Linked DNA regions of Mus musculus: region 2 is linked to region 1. A link is a contact called in public HiCAR-type data. All regions are on one chromosome and are shown on one strand. Each heading gives the region's core, a stretch centred on a gene start, on an enhancer-like site or on the middle of the called end of the contact. The rest is flanking DNA. Distances are from core to core; before and after follow the strand shown.

Region 1 (7,943 bases), core at 3,051-5,550:
AAAATATGACGACTCTGACCAGATAGGAACATGGCGCAATGTTATGGTATGAATGTCATAGGATAACCAGTGATTTCTGATTGGATTTAAGGCTTCTTTTACAGGAGGAAACACACGTCTAGTACTGAAAATCTGGGCAGGAACCCAGGGTTGGGAAGATCATTGGCTCCAGGAGTTATTCTACTATTCCACCTGTGTTGAATGGACATAATACCATGCTGCCCTCTGTCTGTATTTTTATACCTGTGGATTAGAGCAACTCTGAGACCACATCAGTGAGGTTGATTTGTGCAGTGGATGAAAGTTAACCTTAAAACTCAGAACTGGTCAAGGTGCAGGGAGTGACTGACTGTGGTATGCTCAACCGCAAGTGGGACATCTGTATCATAAGTTTGGGGACACTAGTCTCCATGCTCAGGGACAATCACAAGGGAGGGGTAAGAAGACTGTATGAGCCTGAGGTTGGGGAGGAAGGGAGCAGAAAGTGTTTTCTGGACATCGCAGGACCAAAGCACCCCGAAACCCACAGTTGGTGTGGTTACATGCAAGAAAGGCACAGGATCAAGCCAGTCAAAGTTCCACCATGGAGAGGGGAAGGGCCTCATGAGCCCTCACCCCTAACTGAGAGTCAGCTGATGGCATCTAAGGGAGGGAGAGTCAATCTCCTACACACTGTGGTAGCTCAGCCACACTCAGGATTATACAGATAGCACACATTGGAGTCCTTGGGTTAGTAAAGTAAAAACATGAAAAAGGACACAATGTTAGAGAGTCAGAATATCAGAGATCACACGGAAAGAGTTTAGGGTGAGTATCAAAAACATTCTAAGTAGTTCTCAAAGAATTACTAAAATTATTTTAAAAATATCATTACATATGGCAGTCATACTGCATGCACCATCTTATGATGCGCCCTTCCCCTTTGGTCTAACGTCTCAGCTGAAACCCACACCGTGGTTACTAGGAGGTTCCTTATTGCTGAGGGTGTTCCAGGCACAGGTCGACGCGGCATGCCTTTATCTGTCACTCACACAAGGGCCGTCTCCACTTCTTTGTCTATTATGAACAAAGGTGCTATGAAAATGCGTATTAAAACATTCCATGCGGGGCTAGTGAGATGGCTCAGTGGGTAAGAGCACCCGACTGCTCTTCCGAAGGTCAGGAGTTCAAATCCCAGCAACCACATGGTGGCTCATAACCATCCATAACGAGATCTGACTCCCTCTTCTGGAGTGTCTGAGGACAGCTACAGGGTACTTACATATAATAAATAAATCTCTAAAAAAAAAAAAACATTCCATGCATATAATTTCTCTGGATAAATATCTAAGAGGGGATGTATGTGTCTAATGTAAATAACTGCTGAATATTTTCAGAGTAGCTTTTCTGTTGACTATTTCCTCACGAAATTTAACATTGCTCAATTTCTCTGTGTTTTCAATACTCCTTTGACAGTTTTGTTTTTAAATTTTATGTGTGACTGCCTTGCCTGGGTACGTGTATGTGCATGGCATGGATGCATGGATGTGCTCAGCATGGATGCCTGGTGCCCGTGAATGTCAAAAGAGGGGATTGGCTCCCCTGGAACTAGAGCTACTAATGGTTTTGAACCATTGTGTGGGTGATGGGAACTGAACCTGGGTCCTTTTCAAGAGCAAGAAGTGCTCCTAACCATTGGGCTATCCCATTGGCCTTTTCATTTTTGACAGTCTTAGAGTTTACATTTTACATTTAAGTCTATTCTTTAATAAGCTGTGAGGATATTGTCAGTTGCCCCTTATTTCCCCAGTGCCGTTTGCAGGATTGTCTTTCCTCTGTTGAGTTGCTTTTACATCTCTGTCAAGGTTTGGGCATAGCTCAGATGCACTTAGGGGCTGCCTCTTTGGCTCCATTAGTCTATGTGTTTATTTCTGTGCCAATACCGCAGACTCTTAACCACTCATAACTACGTGTATCCTCAAAGCAGGAAGAGTTTCATTTTATTCTTCTTTTTCAAAATTACTTAAGCTGTATGTTTTTTTATTTTTCCAATTATCAGGTGTTTTATATTCTTGTGATAGTTTTCACAATGATAGTATTAGAAGTTGGCAAAAACCTTAGGAGGATTTGGAATTTTTACTCCCAAGGGATCTTCCAACTCAGGAAATGGGTGAGCCTCTTCATGGAGTTAGGTCTTGTGTTTCTTTCATTGGTAACTTTTACCGTTTAGCCATAAACTTTGTGCATATTCTGTTGATTAATTGTTTTGTAAGCATTTGTAGAAGGTGGCATATTTTTAATTTTGATTTCTATGTGTTTGATGTGGAAGTATAGTCTTTGTATGTTTATCTTATATACTGTAACCATGACAAAGTCCATTGTTGTCATTCTAGAAGTATTTTTGGCAATGGTAAGGGATGGGTTTCTGGAGACAATTCACACCATATGAGATTTTTATTTCACTGGCTGGAAGAATGGAGAGGTAGGAACTGCCCTGTCCTGTCTACTCACAGGGACAGCAGGCTGTCTTCACTGTCAGGCATAATGTGAGCTGGCTTCTATATCAGATCGATCAGGCTGAACACGTTCTTCTGTTCTTTGAGAATTTTTTTTTACATCTAATGTGTTAGTATTTTCTAAATTCTCACACAAAAAAATTCTCTACTTTATCCTCTTGTAATATATTTGTATTGACATTTGTATTGTTTATGCAATATATTTGTATGGTTGTATTATCTGTAGTATGTGTTGATCGATCATATGTATGTGTTTATTTGCCTTGCTTTTGAATGAGTAGTTGTCTCATGCACATGTGTTCTTGTCAGTCTTGCTTTGCTCACTTCAAACAATATCCACGACAAGCATAATAACAAGGTGGAGATTTTCCCACCATTTCCTGGTGCTTCTGATGGGTCTATTTGTGACTGGACCTGGGCTTATTGTATCACTTATTTACTGACAGCATGTGGTCACTCTAGTTTTTCTCAATTACAAGCAGCAATAGCCCATTGTGAGTAGACTTGTAACTACACTGACATTTAAGAAAAATTTTATTATCTTTGGGATGGAAGAGCAAAACCCAAGAGATTTTCTATCTCCCCAGAGCTCTCTTTTGATCCTGAGACGAGCTTAGATTTTAGCCTTAATGTATGCACTACCTGCATTGGCAGTGTGTTTTTGGAGTAGTCTGTTCAAGTTAAATTAACCTCACAGAACAGTTTTTAACAGTTCTACTATAATAGAAGCCCACAGTGCATCATCCAGTAAGTTCTAGGCATTGTTTTAATTACTTGTTTCACAACAAGCCAATGAGGTAATGATCGAGACTCAAGTTACAGACAGTGGCTGAGAAGGATGTAGACACAGTCTGTGTGCGAGCTTTGACTTGCCCGCTGGAGAAACTCAACATTTTCCTTTTATTATTCTCCTTCTGTCTGAACTGGAAATAAAACTGTCTGCTTCTCAAGATGCTTCAAAGAACAAACGATGTAACAGCTCTGATGGCGTTTTTAAAGCACAACTAGCAAATAATATATTCACCATTTCAATCATTTTACTTTTCTTCAGGGAAGATCATGAACACCGATGTCACTTCTCATCATGGTATCCAGCACGATCCGTCGAGTCACTCTCTCAGAAGGTGGGTGGTTAAGACCATTTATTTCCCAGTGACTCCATGAATCACTTTTTTCCCCCTTAGAGTTCTTGACGTCATCCTTTCTCCTCAGGAGGCTGCCTCTGACTGTTCACAGTCCCTGTGCTAGGATAACTGTTTCTCAAGTCTCCCTAGAAGTCTTTCATGATGATCTGCTAAACACATTCCTGACATCCTTTCTGCACAGCACCCACACTTCCAAGAAGCAAAGTCATGGGGATGGCGTTCAGAGTCCGCAAAAACTACATGTAGAGAGGACAACGCTGATAGCCCATTGGTGGGAATTGGGAGTGCAATTCCCTGTCTTCACTTTTTCTGTATCAGTGATGCACTAAGTGTCTGTTGATTTCCACCCTGAGTGAGTCAGATGGCAGCCGGAGAGGCTATTGTTAGAGGAGATAAGTAAAGCTGCCTGAAGCACAACTTTAATTAATTCAGCATTAATTCTACATTAAATATTGAGAATAATGAGTGTTCCCCAGATGTCATTGTCAAGTGTAGGAGAAACAACAAACGTGTCAACTTAAGCAAGTTACTGGGCAAAAAAGTAGGGGAAAGGTTTGTCTCAATCGGAACAATCTGTTACTACTCTCTGTTGCCCAGAGAGACAAATGTTCAAGTGACGCCCACGCAACATCAGTTTGGCGCTCAGCATCCCATCCTCGCTGTGACAGCCCTGCAGATGGTCTGTGAGTAAACATGGCTCATCACATCCTTGTTTTAGGAGGTCAGCTCTCCTCCTCACTCACTCCATTTTTGCCAAGTGACTTTTATTTTGTGGTTGTTGCTTTTGAATGGGAGTCAAAATAAGTAAATCAATACTGCTCTTCTTTTGTAGCTGCCAGCTCTGACTTTCTCCAAGCATGCATGGGCTTCACCCAGTGGACAGGCATAGAGCAGGCTGCATGGGTCCAAGCACCCATAGGTTTAGCTCATGGAGATCAGATGCCATTAGGCTGCGAGCTGTTTAAGCTCCAGGCTCCCACCGTGTCCTCATCATGTTTGCTTGTACAGCAGGCACACACGGTCTTGTGTGCTTCCAGGAAATTTCTTTCCTAAATGAAATTCTATTCAGTTTTCAACATGTATACTCTTGTGTTATTATTAAATATCCTCTGACAAGTCAATTTCCTGAATATTCTTACTGTCTGTCATATGTACAAAGAAGAGAAGCCTATAATGGGGTAGCCTATCGTTTTAGTCTCACTTTACTTTTTCTCTTTTTACAGTTCTATTATCTTGGGAGCTTGAGTGATTGAATTTCCTGCCTTTGCAAAGGATCTGAGTTTGGTTCCCACTACCCACATGGTGGTCCCCAACCACCTAGAACTCCAGTTTCTGGAGATCCAGTGCCCTCTCTGGCATCTGAGGAATTGTATGAACATACTGTACACCCATAGATGCTAGCAGAACAGCCACACACATAAAAGAAAATAAATAACTAAAAAATCATATCTAATCCAGTGTGAGCACTAGGTAAATACAGTATTGATGAGACATGGCAAGACAAATGTCCAGAACTGATAGATAGCACTCAAAGGAAAAAAAATGCCAGTTTTGAACCTGGCAACATTCTTCAGAATTTTCCAGAGACTAAAAATTTTAGGCTATTATGGTATTGTTCTTAGACACAGGAAGGGCGTGTCACATGAAATTCATGCCATATTTAATGAAAGGATAGAAAAGAACTTAGACGGGTAGAGGGTGAGCCTGGCTTTAGATGGTGCCTTTACAAGTGGCACACGGAATCCACTAAGGCTTTTTTTAGAACATGGTGGTCCCTGCTACAGGAAGGCAGGTGTCTAGTGGGAGGGCAGTAAGTGCTGGGATGAAGCCTGGGGACAAGTGACAGGAAGCACAGGTGCCACAGAAGCACACTTCAGATCCCTCCCACTGTACACATTTTGAGGGTATTTTCATCAAAAAGTTCTCAAACATTTGTCAAGTTGTAGCACAGACTCATGGGAATGGGGGACTGTGAAGCTGTGGTGGCCCAGAAGTCCCTGAATGTATGGCATCAATGTCACTATGCACGGTAGCATCATGAAGCCCAGGATGCTTTCACTGCTTCTCCATAATTCTCAGAAACCACTGTGAGGCGGGCAGGTATTGGCTATTCCATTCAGTGGTAGAGACCTAGAGAAGTTGACCAACTTTCTCCAGGGCGCAGACACACTAGCTGGTTAAGCTTAGGTTAAAAGCTATACTGAAAACGGGGAGAAGAGTTTGCTATCTAGAACTGTCAGCCCTCTACAGGGAGAAAATCAGGAGGAAAGGACATATAAAAAACACAGTGCCTGAGGTAGGATGGAAAACCTTCCAGTGTGGTCAAAGGACAGGTCCTTCCCTGTCTGGAGAATTTGCTTAAAGTATCTGGAACACCAAATGTTTCCCTGGAGTTTTGAGGAAGGAGGATGTTCAGTCATGAAGGGTACAAATGGCTGGAAGGGAGATGGAAATGAAAACCTATCTCTAGCCTGAAGAACTCCTGTCATGACAGGAAGGGGACAGTGTGGTATCATCTCAGGGGCCCAGTAGACTTAATGCCTACTGTCATAGTTAGGGTTTTATTTCTGTGAGCAGACACCATGACCAAGGTAATTCTTATAAGAATAACATTTAATTAGGGCTGGTTTACAGGTTCCAAGGTTCAGTCCATTATCATCAAGGTAGGAACATGGCAGCATCCAGGCAGGCACAGTGCACATGGAGCTAAGAATTCTACATCTTCATCTGAAGGCTGCTAGCAGAATATTGGCTTTCAGGCAGCTAGGATGAGGGTCTTAAAGCTCACACCTACAGTGACACACCTACTCCAACAGGGCCACACCTCCTAATAGTGCCACTCCCTGGGCCAAGCATATACAAACCATCACAACTGTCACAATGAGATTGTTACCTGTCAGTCATAGGACTTTTCAGGCATGAAATAAGCACAGTTTATGACAGACACACGGGAGGCTGAGCAGCAGGTTCTCAGTACACCCAAGACCCCAAGGGGATGAGAGGCTCTGTACCCCACTAAGTGGTTCCTGCAGATGCAATTGCTTCTGATGGAGGCACCATGGTGGAGAAAGCTAGGGTCCCCTTTCTTGGGGAGGGAATTGAACTGAGAACACATGGCCTGGTGAAGTTACAGCTTAGCAGATGAGATCTCACGATGGGCTCCCTAGGGGTGGCATAGCCCTCACAGAGACATGCTCTAGGAAGGTGTGGGAGACACAACTGCACTGCTGCTCTAGAAGGAAGGGGGTTTACAGAAGTGTGGTAGGTAAGAGAGGTTGTTGGGGCAGCACCAGCTGACATGGGCTTGACATACAATATACACAGACCCAGACAGATTGACACACACTCCTGAGCTGAGCAGGCTGTGTGCCTGGGCAACGGAGAAGTTCACAAGATCAGCGCCTTCCAGGAACTTGGGATACACTCCCCAGAGAGAAGGAAGATGGTCAAGAAAACGTACGAGACTATGGAAGTGAGAGCTGGGGAGCTGTAGTCTCGGCAAATATCCACAGCCATCATAGAGAAATGTAATGCATTTCCTTCAGCATGTCTCAGTGCTCAATGTGGGACCCAGAATGATCGTCAGATATGTGACTGTGGGGACCACTGTGGAGGGAGAAGTAAACGCCTGCTGTGTATGTGCATGTGAGAGGCAGAACCCCAACAGCTAGGGAGGAGTACAGATGCCTCTCCACTTTGATGGAGTTGTGTAAAAAGAAAAAAATATCACTCTACGTTGAGATTATAAGTTCAGAACTCGTACCTAATACCATAGGCTAGCAACAAAGTCCAACACTTAGCCATCATCGTTGGCTCTCCATCTATCCATCCTGATGGGTCAACAGGCGATTCACCATGAAAAGGAAGATCCCATTTGACACTATCTTCTGACCTCTCGGTAATTTATGGTCCTTCTATAGGCCTTTCTTTCTGCACGTTCATCCCTCAGGAATGTTAGCCTCTCTCTGTACAGCTGCTAGTCTAAGGGAGGAAACATGAGCCATCTCTCTTAACTGAAGGCAGCAGCACCAGAGTACATTGTGTTTGTGTGTTAAGCACAAGGCCAATTGGCAGGTCTGAAAGTATACAGGCACCCACTGGGAGCCCTGTCAGACCTGGGCTTCTGCTCGGGAAGGGTGGCATCTCCACTGCCTGCTGCTGGGATAGTTGCTGGGGACAGGCTGTGCTTCTCTGCACTTTGAGCTCCTTGACACTGCATCTTTCCCTTTCCTTCCTAGTCAGTGTGAATTTGAGAAAACGTCAGCCCCTAAAAAATCAGACTCAGACGGCCATGATGTGCCAT
Region 2 (7,943 bases), core at 2,616-5,115, 540 kb before region 1:
TTGATTTGTGCTGCTTGTACTTTGTTTTTGGACATATTTAACAAATAAGTACTTTTCTTCCCTTTTTTTGGATAATTTTTATATTTTTACGTGCATCGGTGTTTTGCCTGCATGTATGTCTGTGTGAGGGTGTCAGATTCCCTGGAAAAGGAGTTACAGATAGTTGTGAGTTGCTATGTGGGTGCTGGAAATTGAACCCGGATCCTCTGGAAGAACAGTCAGGAAAGACTCTCAACTTCTGAGCCATCTCTCCAGCCCCAAGGAAGCACTTTTCTGTACCGTGATAGTAAATCTCTGAATTTGGCCATGAGATGGTAGAGAGTTAGGTTCCAAATCAGCAGGCACACAGACCACTCGCTCACTCACAAGTGCTGTGCACACACCCTAGCCCTAACACCTCCCCCACCCCACAATCTTTTGCACAACTATTAGCTAGTAGTTCTAGAAGTGTGTTCAGAGACAGCCTCATTCGCTGGCACAGGCGACTGTGCCTTATCACAAGATGGCTGTAGGGAAGAACGAGGGTTTTAAAAACATAACCTGGGCTCACATTCTAAAGAACTTTGTGCCATAGTTACGTATGCCTGCAAATTTAATGAGTATGAATTTAATGCTGTTAGTTTTTTTTACTTATAAATCCACACATATATTAAGATCAGATGTGTACATTAACTAACAATGAGCATACACAAAAGCCAAACCAAACCTAAAAAAAAAAACCAACAACAAAAAAACCCAACAACAACAAAACCAAAACAAAACCAAACCAACCAACCAACCAAACAACAAAAAAACCAAAACCCAAACCAGGCGTCTGAGTTGGGCATTTAGGAAATCGTCCGTACTGTGTTAGGTATTAATTAACCTGAAGGAAGGCTCCAGGGAGCAGCTGACATGGACCCTGCTCTTTGGCCTTGATCCCAGATGCAGCCCAGCTCTCTAGGTCCAGTGCCTTCTTCATCATGTGCTCACAGTGCTCACCGATCTTCTGATGTAGCTTCCACCCCCTCCCCAGCTCTCCGGCAGACGCAAACCACCCTCAGAACTCCACCCGGGACATCACCCAGAAGGTTTTCTCTGTTGCTGTCGCTTTCATTTTCTTCTTTGGTCTGCCTTTTATGTCAGTATCTGGTTTCTAAGTGTAAGAAAGAAAGGAGGGCGTGGAGATTTCAGTTCCCAGCATGGATGGCAGCAATAGTATCTCCTCTTCTGGTGCTCATCAGTGCCTCCTGTTTCTAGGAAACTGCAGCATTTCGGTTTGATTTGAATCTGGATGAAGTCGAAGCGTCCCCTCTAAGTTCAGCATGGGGACTGGTTCGCAGACGCAATCATTTCAGTTATCATCAGTTCTCAACAGGTTTCATGCAGGTGCTCCTGGCTTTATCAGATTGGCTGCGGAGGTTGGGAGTTCTGTGCTCTAGGACCCAGAACTTGGGCAAACTGGCCTTCTGCGTAGACTCTGTGCCCCAGGCTAATATAGACAGGCGTGAACTGAGCCACAGACTGCTCAGCTCATGAGCTCTGAATTTTCTCTCCACAAGGTAAATCCTATAGCAAACCTGGGTCTGAGAACATCGATCTTCTGGAAAAATCTAAGAATTCATCTTAGAACACCTGGCATGTGAGGCACTTGCCATTGGGGATTAAAAATTAGTGTTTGGACCAAAGGTGTTGACCACCATGTAGATTAAGATTTGGAGACTTAGAAGCTGTGGCATGACTGATGAAAACCAAGTTTTAAACAATGATTTTAGTATTACCTATCTGGCAAATCAGGTTTCTAACAAGTTGCTTTTTACACATTAGCCCAAACAAAGGTCTATGTCTCTTCCAGTTTCCTGGAAGCTACAGACTGAAGGTGCAAAGTTTCCATTTATAGAACAGGAAGGAAGTCGAATTATGATTGCATAGGGCCAGCGTCAGGATTCAAGCCTTCTGCTGGCACGGGCAGCTCACAGTCCTCAGTGGCGACTGGCTCCTCCATGAGGAAGATCTGCCTTTACTCTTACTCTAGATGACGCACAAACCCACGCCAGAAGGACCGTGCACAGTGTGACTCTGCAGCCTGTACTGCAGATGTGTAGAGAACACGAACCACACAACACAGCAGGGATGCGGAACTGTGCCCTTGAGTTATCACCCACAGGAGACTAAGGGGTGTTCTTTTACGTGCTCACCTTGTCAAGGTGTGGGAGCCTTGGCATCTTTTTCAACATGTGATGATTCTATTCCAAGTGATCAGCTCTTTTGTTTCTTCCCTTCTACTCATTGACTTCCGGGTAGTTTTCCTTGTTCTTCTTGGGTCTCTCTGCTTGGGTGCCTCTTGCCCACTTTTGGGGGAGGGGGTTATTATTCTCTCTCATCAATTTATAAAATTACAAACTTAATGATAATGTTAGTATTTTTATGCTATGTATTTTTATAAGCACTTCCCTACTCATTATATGCGTTTAAATATCTTACATTCTACAACGTATAACTCTTCTCAAACTGTGTATTCTTCTCACGGGGTCATCTTCCTTTTGGATTTCCTGGGATGTGCCTGGGAAGCTTGTGAGAACTCCTAAATCATGCACTCTGTCTCTTGTAATAGAAAAGCTTTCAGGGGACATGTTTGACTGCATCTAAGTCAAGTGGGGCTGTTGCTTTTATTGTTAAAGGTTTGACTCCCAGACGCTGTTTGTTCTTTTAGCCAGCTCGGTGGGAACTGTTAAATATACAGAGCAGACCAAAGAGCAAGTGCAACCTCTTGTCTGTCTCCCAGCTTCAGCGATTATCAGCACTTTGGCCGTTCTGACTTCATCTAGTCCTTATTTTCCTCTGAAGTATTTTGAAATTCTAGACACCATATTTTCCCCATAATCCATCATTATGGGTTGCATACAGAAGAGGATTTAAATTGCCCCATCGTATTATTTTCACACCCGATACAGCAACCATTAACACCGAACAGACATATCCCATTGAAAGCGTTCTTTTGTGGGTGAAAGACAGGATGTAGACAGGGTCTTTATTATGCGTTTACTCGGGGAAACTGGGTTATGCAGCCTTGTCCTGTAGGGACATTTAGCTGACTGATCTCTTCTTGAAGTGTTTTTATCTTCCATACTTCCTGAAAACTGGTAGTCATATCTAAGGCTTGATTAAATTCAGGTTCTTTTTCTGGCAAGAGCATGTTATATCTCTGCTAGGCACTTCCTGTTACATTACGCTGGGAAGCAATAGTGTCTGGCCCTGTCTCTTTTAATGCTGATAAGACTGATGAGTGAGTAGACTTGGACCCGGCACCCTTGCGTTTCACTCGGTGCTCTCCCCTGGGATTCAGAGCTTGGTGGTCAGAAGCCCTGGGTGGGAGTCCAGTGTGGGCTCAGTGCCTTTTGTGGCGTGCTTGGGCTGTGCTGCTTTTAGGCTGACTGATCTGCTCTGTGTGTGGGACATCTGGGATGGGAGTAGGGAAAGCAGGCATTGGTACAGCTTGGAAGAGTAGTAGCTGTGATTGACTGGTATGGGTTTCAAGCAGATGGAATTTGTTTCCATGACCTTCTAGGTCTGCCCAAGTCTGGTGTTTTAGGGTGAGTGATCACAGAGCCCTCTCTTGGGCTAGTAGGTATATGAAGGCCGAGTGTGTGGGTAGAAGTGCTCATCATCTCATTTAATAGCTCAAGAGACATGACAACTCTGCCAGCTTTGGGTCCTGTGGGCAGAGCCGAGAGCTCAGCAAATTCCCATTCACTTTTTAAGTCCTGGTTCATTATAGCTTGCCAAGTGTGTCGCTAAGATGAAGATGGATTATAATGACTACATTTTGGTAATTCACTTACTTTGCTGAAGTCAGTGCTCAATTGTATTACAGCTGAGACCCCATCTGGTTCCAATCAGTGGTGAAGGGAGATCCATGTCTGGACAGAGGGCTGGGTCTGAGTCTGTGTGGGGAAGCTGCCCGGATTGCTGCAGCTGAACAATTACCAGCCGAGAGCAGAGAGTGGGCGTGCAGACCACCAGGTTGGCCTGCTCAGGTCCAAGTCAGCTCACATCCTTCAGTACTCCTACTATGTGCCAGGCATGGCCCAAGGTACTGGGATGGAGATGGGGAGCCGGGCAATGGTTCCTGCTCCCCTGTGACTGCAGAACACTTAAGCTGAGGGTGGGGTAGGACAGGGGGCAGACAGCCATCCAGTAATTGATATGATTCACAAATTATAGAGCAAACCTGAAAGCGATACAAACCATGGCAAGGGAAATACAGAGCAGATGAGGATGATGTAGGGTTCTTGTGTAGGATTTGGGTGCAATGGAGGATGGTCAGGATAGGGAGGCCAGCATGACAAGACAAGTCAGGACTTCCTTTCTAGCCTACTGACCAGAGGTGGGAGAGAAAGAAGGGTAATAGAAAAAGGGGTCTGTGGACCTGTTTAGAAGTAGTTCTTGGAGGCGATTCCACTCTTCAGCGGAAGCAGCCAGTATCAACTGAAATACCACAAGAAGTTCTTTGGTGCATTTCTCTCTATGAAGTGAAGGTCAGAGAAGATCAGCGAAGCATTGCAGGGCCAGTGAAGGCCAGTGAAGACCAGTGAAGACCAGTGAAGACCACTGAATCATTACAATGCATCTAAACATCACATGCTCTCTCAAGTGTCTGTTTTCAGCAAAGCATCAGATGCCCTCTTATAAGACAGCATCCAGAAAAACATCACGTGACACAAGTGAGTTTTTAAAGAAATCAGAAACTTTCACATCAGGTCCTAATATCCATGGGTTCAGCATCTGTGCATTCAATCACATTCTGATCAAAATCAATGAAAAAAAAAATGCTGTCTATACTATCTATACACAACAGAGATAGACTTTCTTCCTTATTGCTATTCTCTTAATAAATTACATTATAGTAAAACGTTATCTAACATTTGCATTGTTTTAGGCACTGTAAGCCATTTAGAGATGAGTTAGAGCATATGAGAATGTGTGCAGGCTATATACAGACAGAGCCTTATTTTATATGAGATTTCTTCTCAGTGTGTCAGTCAGCTTTCCATCACTGTAACAAAATATCTGAGGTAAGAAACTTAGGAAGAAAGGTTTATTTTGGCTCATGGATTCGGAAGTTTCAACTTCATGCTGTAATTGGTTGTTTTAATCCTGTGGCAAGCAGCATATGATAGTAGTAGCATGTGGAGGAAGAAAATTGTTCACCTCATGGCAAATACAGAGGGAGAGAGGGAGAGAGAGAGAGAGAGGAGGGGAGGAGAAGAGAGAGATTGACTTAGGGTTCAAATACCACCTTTAAGGGCACAACTCCAGTGACCTAATTCCCTTTAGTAGGTCCTGCTTGGTCACAATATGATGCGGACTAAACCTTCATAATATGCACTTTCTGGGGGACACTTATGAAAAGCCATAGTCTTTAGATTTTTGGCACCTGTAAGGGGGTCCTGGAATTAGTCACCCACGAATACCAAGGCACAGCTCTAATTGTTGCCCAAATCTTGGTGGCCATAATTCTGTTCTCTAGATTCTGCTTCCCAGCACCAGGCTCTCCTTCAGGCAATGGCTTTTCTATTGCTTCCTCCTGGGCCCATGTGATTCCCCATCCCCTGAAGGCATCCCTTCTCCTTACTCTGCCCTATGGAGAACTAGATGCCATTGACCTATTGCTCTTCTGAGACAGTGTTGGTGTGTGGGTTAGTTTTGTCAACTTGACACAAGATGGAGTAATTTGGGAAGAAGGAACCAAAATTGAGAGAATGCCACCATTAGACTATAGGCAAGGCTGTGAACATTTTTTGATAAATGCACTTCTATCATAATTATCATTACTGTTGCCACCATCATCACCTCCTCCTCTTCCTCTTCTGCCCCCTCCACCTCCTCCTCCTTACCACTCTCTTCCTTCCTCCTCCTCTTCATCTTCTTCCTCCTCCTTCTCCTCCTCTTCATCTTCTTCCTTCTCCTTCTCCACCACCTCCTCATCTTGCTCCTCATCACTCTCCTCTTTCCTCCTCCCCTCCACCTTCCTCCTTCTCCTCCTCCTCCTCCTCCATTTTCTTCATTATCATCTTTCTCTTCTCATTTGTAAGTCTGAGCTCACAGACACATCAGCCGTAGGTGGGCTTGGTGGGTGAGCATGCCCTCACCTGGTCTGATGGATCTGGTTGGGATTTGTTTGCTACAGGAAGGCCACTGTGTGCAGGGCCTTGTTTAACCCGACTTTCTCTCTTTAGAAAGAGAATTCTCATCAGATGAATCATTCCTGACATGCTCGCTGGAGCCAGAGACTTTTGGCTCCCAAGCTGTTTACTGCGGCACTGACTTTGTCCCATAAGTGTTCTTAGGAAACAACAAGGGTCAGAATTGTCATTGTTTCGGCTTTAAAAAGCTGGAGACTTGGAGATAAGCCAGGGCTGGGTAGAAGGGTGTTCCTACCCATGGGACTACTCAGTGTCACACAGATCAACACCTCCTAGACTCCTGAAGCAACTTGCCTCTGTTGCCGAGGCCTGGCTGCCTATGTATCAGATAAGACACTTGCTCTCTGATTGTCTGAGAAGCCCTTGTTACTGTCCAACAAGGCCAGGCTGCTCATTTCCACTCACAGGTGTGATGTAACCAGTATGTAGGGAGGCCTTCCTCTGAAAACCTGGCTCATTCTGATACCCCCCATCGTCATCCTCAGGCTCCTGACACGTACTTTTTAATACAGTGTGCTTGGATGGACTGGCATATATTTCTAATGTTCGACTTGTAAGTCTCTAACACTAAGAACTATGATAATAGCATCAATGCTCTACCTGCAACTTGATTCAGAGCCTGCAGAGCCAGAGAGGACCATAGATCTCATGCTTTTCCTTAGCACTTGTGTACGATTGTAGGCCAGGTTCATCATGCTCCTTACTATGTGCACCCTTGAGGGTCGGCTTTGACCTTATCTTTCCATTCTTGCACTGATGACTGGATGCCTATGGCACCCTATTGTTTGTTCCAGGGTCCAACTAGTACACAGATGATGTTTATATGTTGATGTCAGCTTGCCTCATGTGGCTAGGGCTGTACCTTGTCTGGGTGGTGTAGAGCTGGTGTTTACACAGCAACGGTGTCATCTTCCCCCCAGCTGGCTTGCTTCCATCACCTTCCATCAGATCTTGGGCGTGAAGTGCTCTCAACAGAACATGATGGACCCAGAGAGGCAGAGGAGCAGTATAGATGGGGTCAGGGTTTGGATGCGGATAGGCTGTGTGGTATCCGGTTCTGCCTTTGCAGGCTGTGTGATGTTATAGCATGGCTCCAAGGGTTTCCGTCCTGTACACGTTTTGCTTGTTTCTAACCTTGGATAGGGATCCTTTGTTCCTTACTCCCCTTTCTTAGATACAGTCTCCAGGACATCACAGGCCATGGAGTTTGTCCTTCTGTCTTACACAGAAGTACATTCTGAGGCAGCTCTGTGGAGCCATGAGAACCTCTTCAGTTGTTCATAAGTCTTTGTAAGCAGCCCCTTTTTAAACTTAACCACTCCAAGGAACCAGAGAGCCACAGGGAAGAGGAAAATTAGACCATGCTTCCAGGCATGGGGCACCAAGGGCTGGCAGACCTAGTGCTGTGATGGTTGCAGAGGGAGATAAAGTAAAAAAAAAATGCCCATGAGACATGGTCCTATTTTTAGCCACGAATGGCTTGTCTGGAGAAATGGATTACATTCAGCACGTTGAGAGGTGGAAAAAGCCCAGTGCCTTAGCATGCTGAGTAACTCCTGCAATTCATCTTTTCCTCTTCCTCGCTCTTCTAGCTAAGCTAAAGCTTCCCACAGGAAACATTCTAAGATGAATACGTTCTGATGACCTACTGGCCACTGTGGGAGCATCCTTAGAGCGACTGGGTTACATCCCTGTGTTCTGCTGAGATCAGCTCTCAGTGGTTCTCATCAGAAGAGGGAGGTGACAGATTGTTAATTA

What was found. HiCAR-type assays count read pairs that join an accessible place to other places.
Region 2: a contact with region 1 is called in a HiCAR-type map of fibro-adipogenic progenitors, with 4 times the contacts expected there. The contact joins two enhancer-like sites. A contact is called at or near these places in 1 of 484 Hi-C or Micro-C datasets (adipose-derived mesenchymal stem cells) and 2 of 115 datasets of contacts at active chromatin or transcription factors (embryonic fibroblasts and fibro-adipogenic progenitors).

What each region holds. Positions count from the first base shown.
Region 1 is chr6:117,067,833-117,075,775 of GRCm38.p6, reverse strand. No RefSeq gene overlaps it. Among named protein-coding and RNA genes, the nearest start is that of 2810048H02Rik, 81 kb to the left of the region's middle. Within about 2 kb of position 4,300, at least 36 of the 459 cell types and tissues checked have an H3K27ac peak or open chromatin away from gene starts, as enhancers often do. A contact at or near this core is called in fibro-adipogenic progenitors, where this site is marked.
Region 2 is chr6:117,605,598-117,613,540 of GRCm38.p6, reverse strand. No RefSeq gene overlaps it. Among named protein-coding and RNA genes, the nearest start is that of Gm9946, 50 kb to the right of the region's middle. Within about 2 kb of position 3,865, at least 26 of the 459 cell types and tissues checked have an H3K27ac peak or open chromatin away from gene starts, as enhancers often do. A contact at or near this core is called in fibro-adipogenic progenitors, where this site is marked.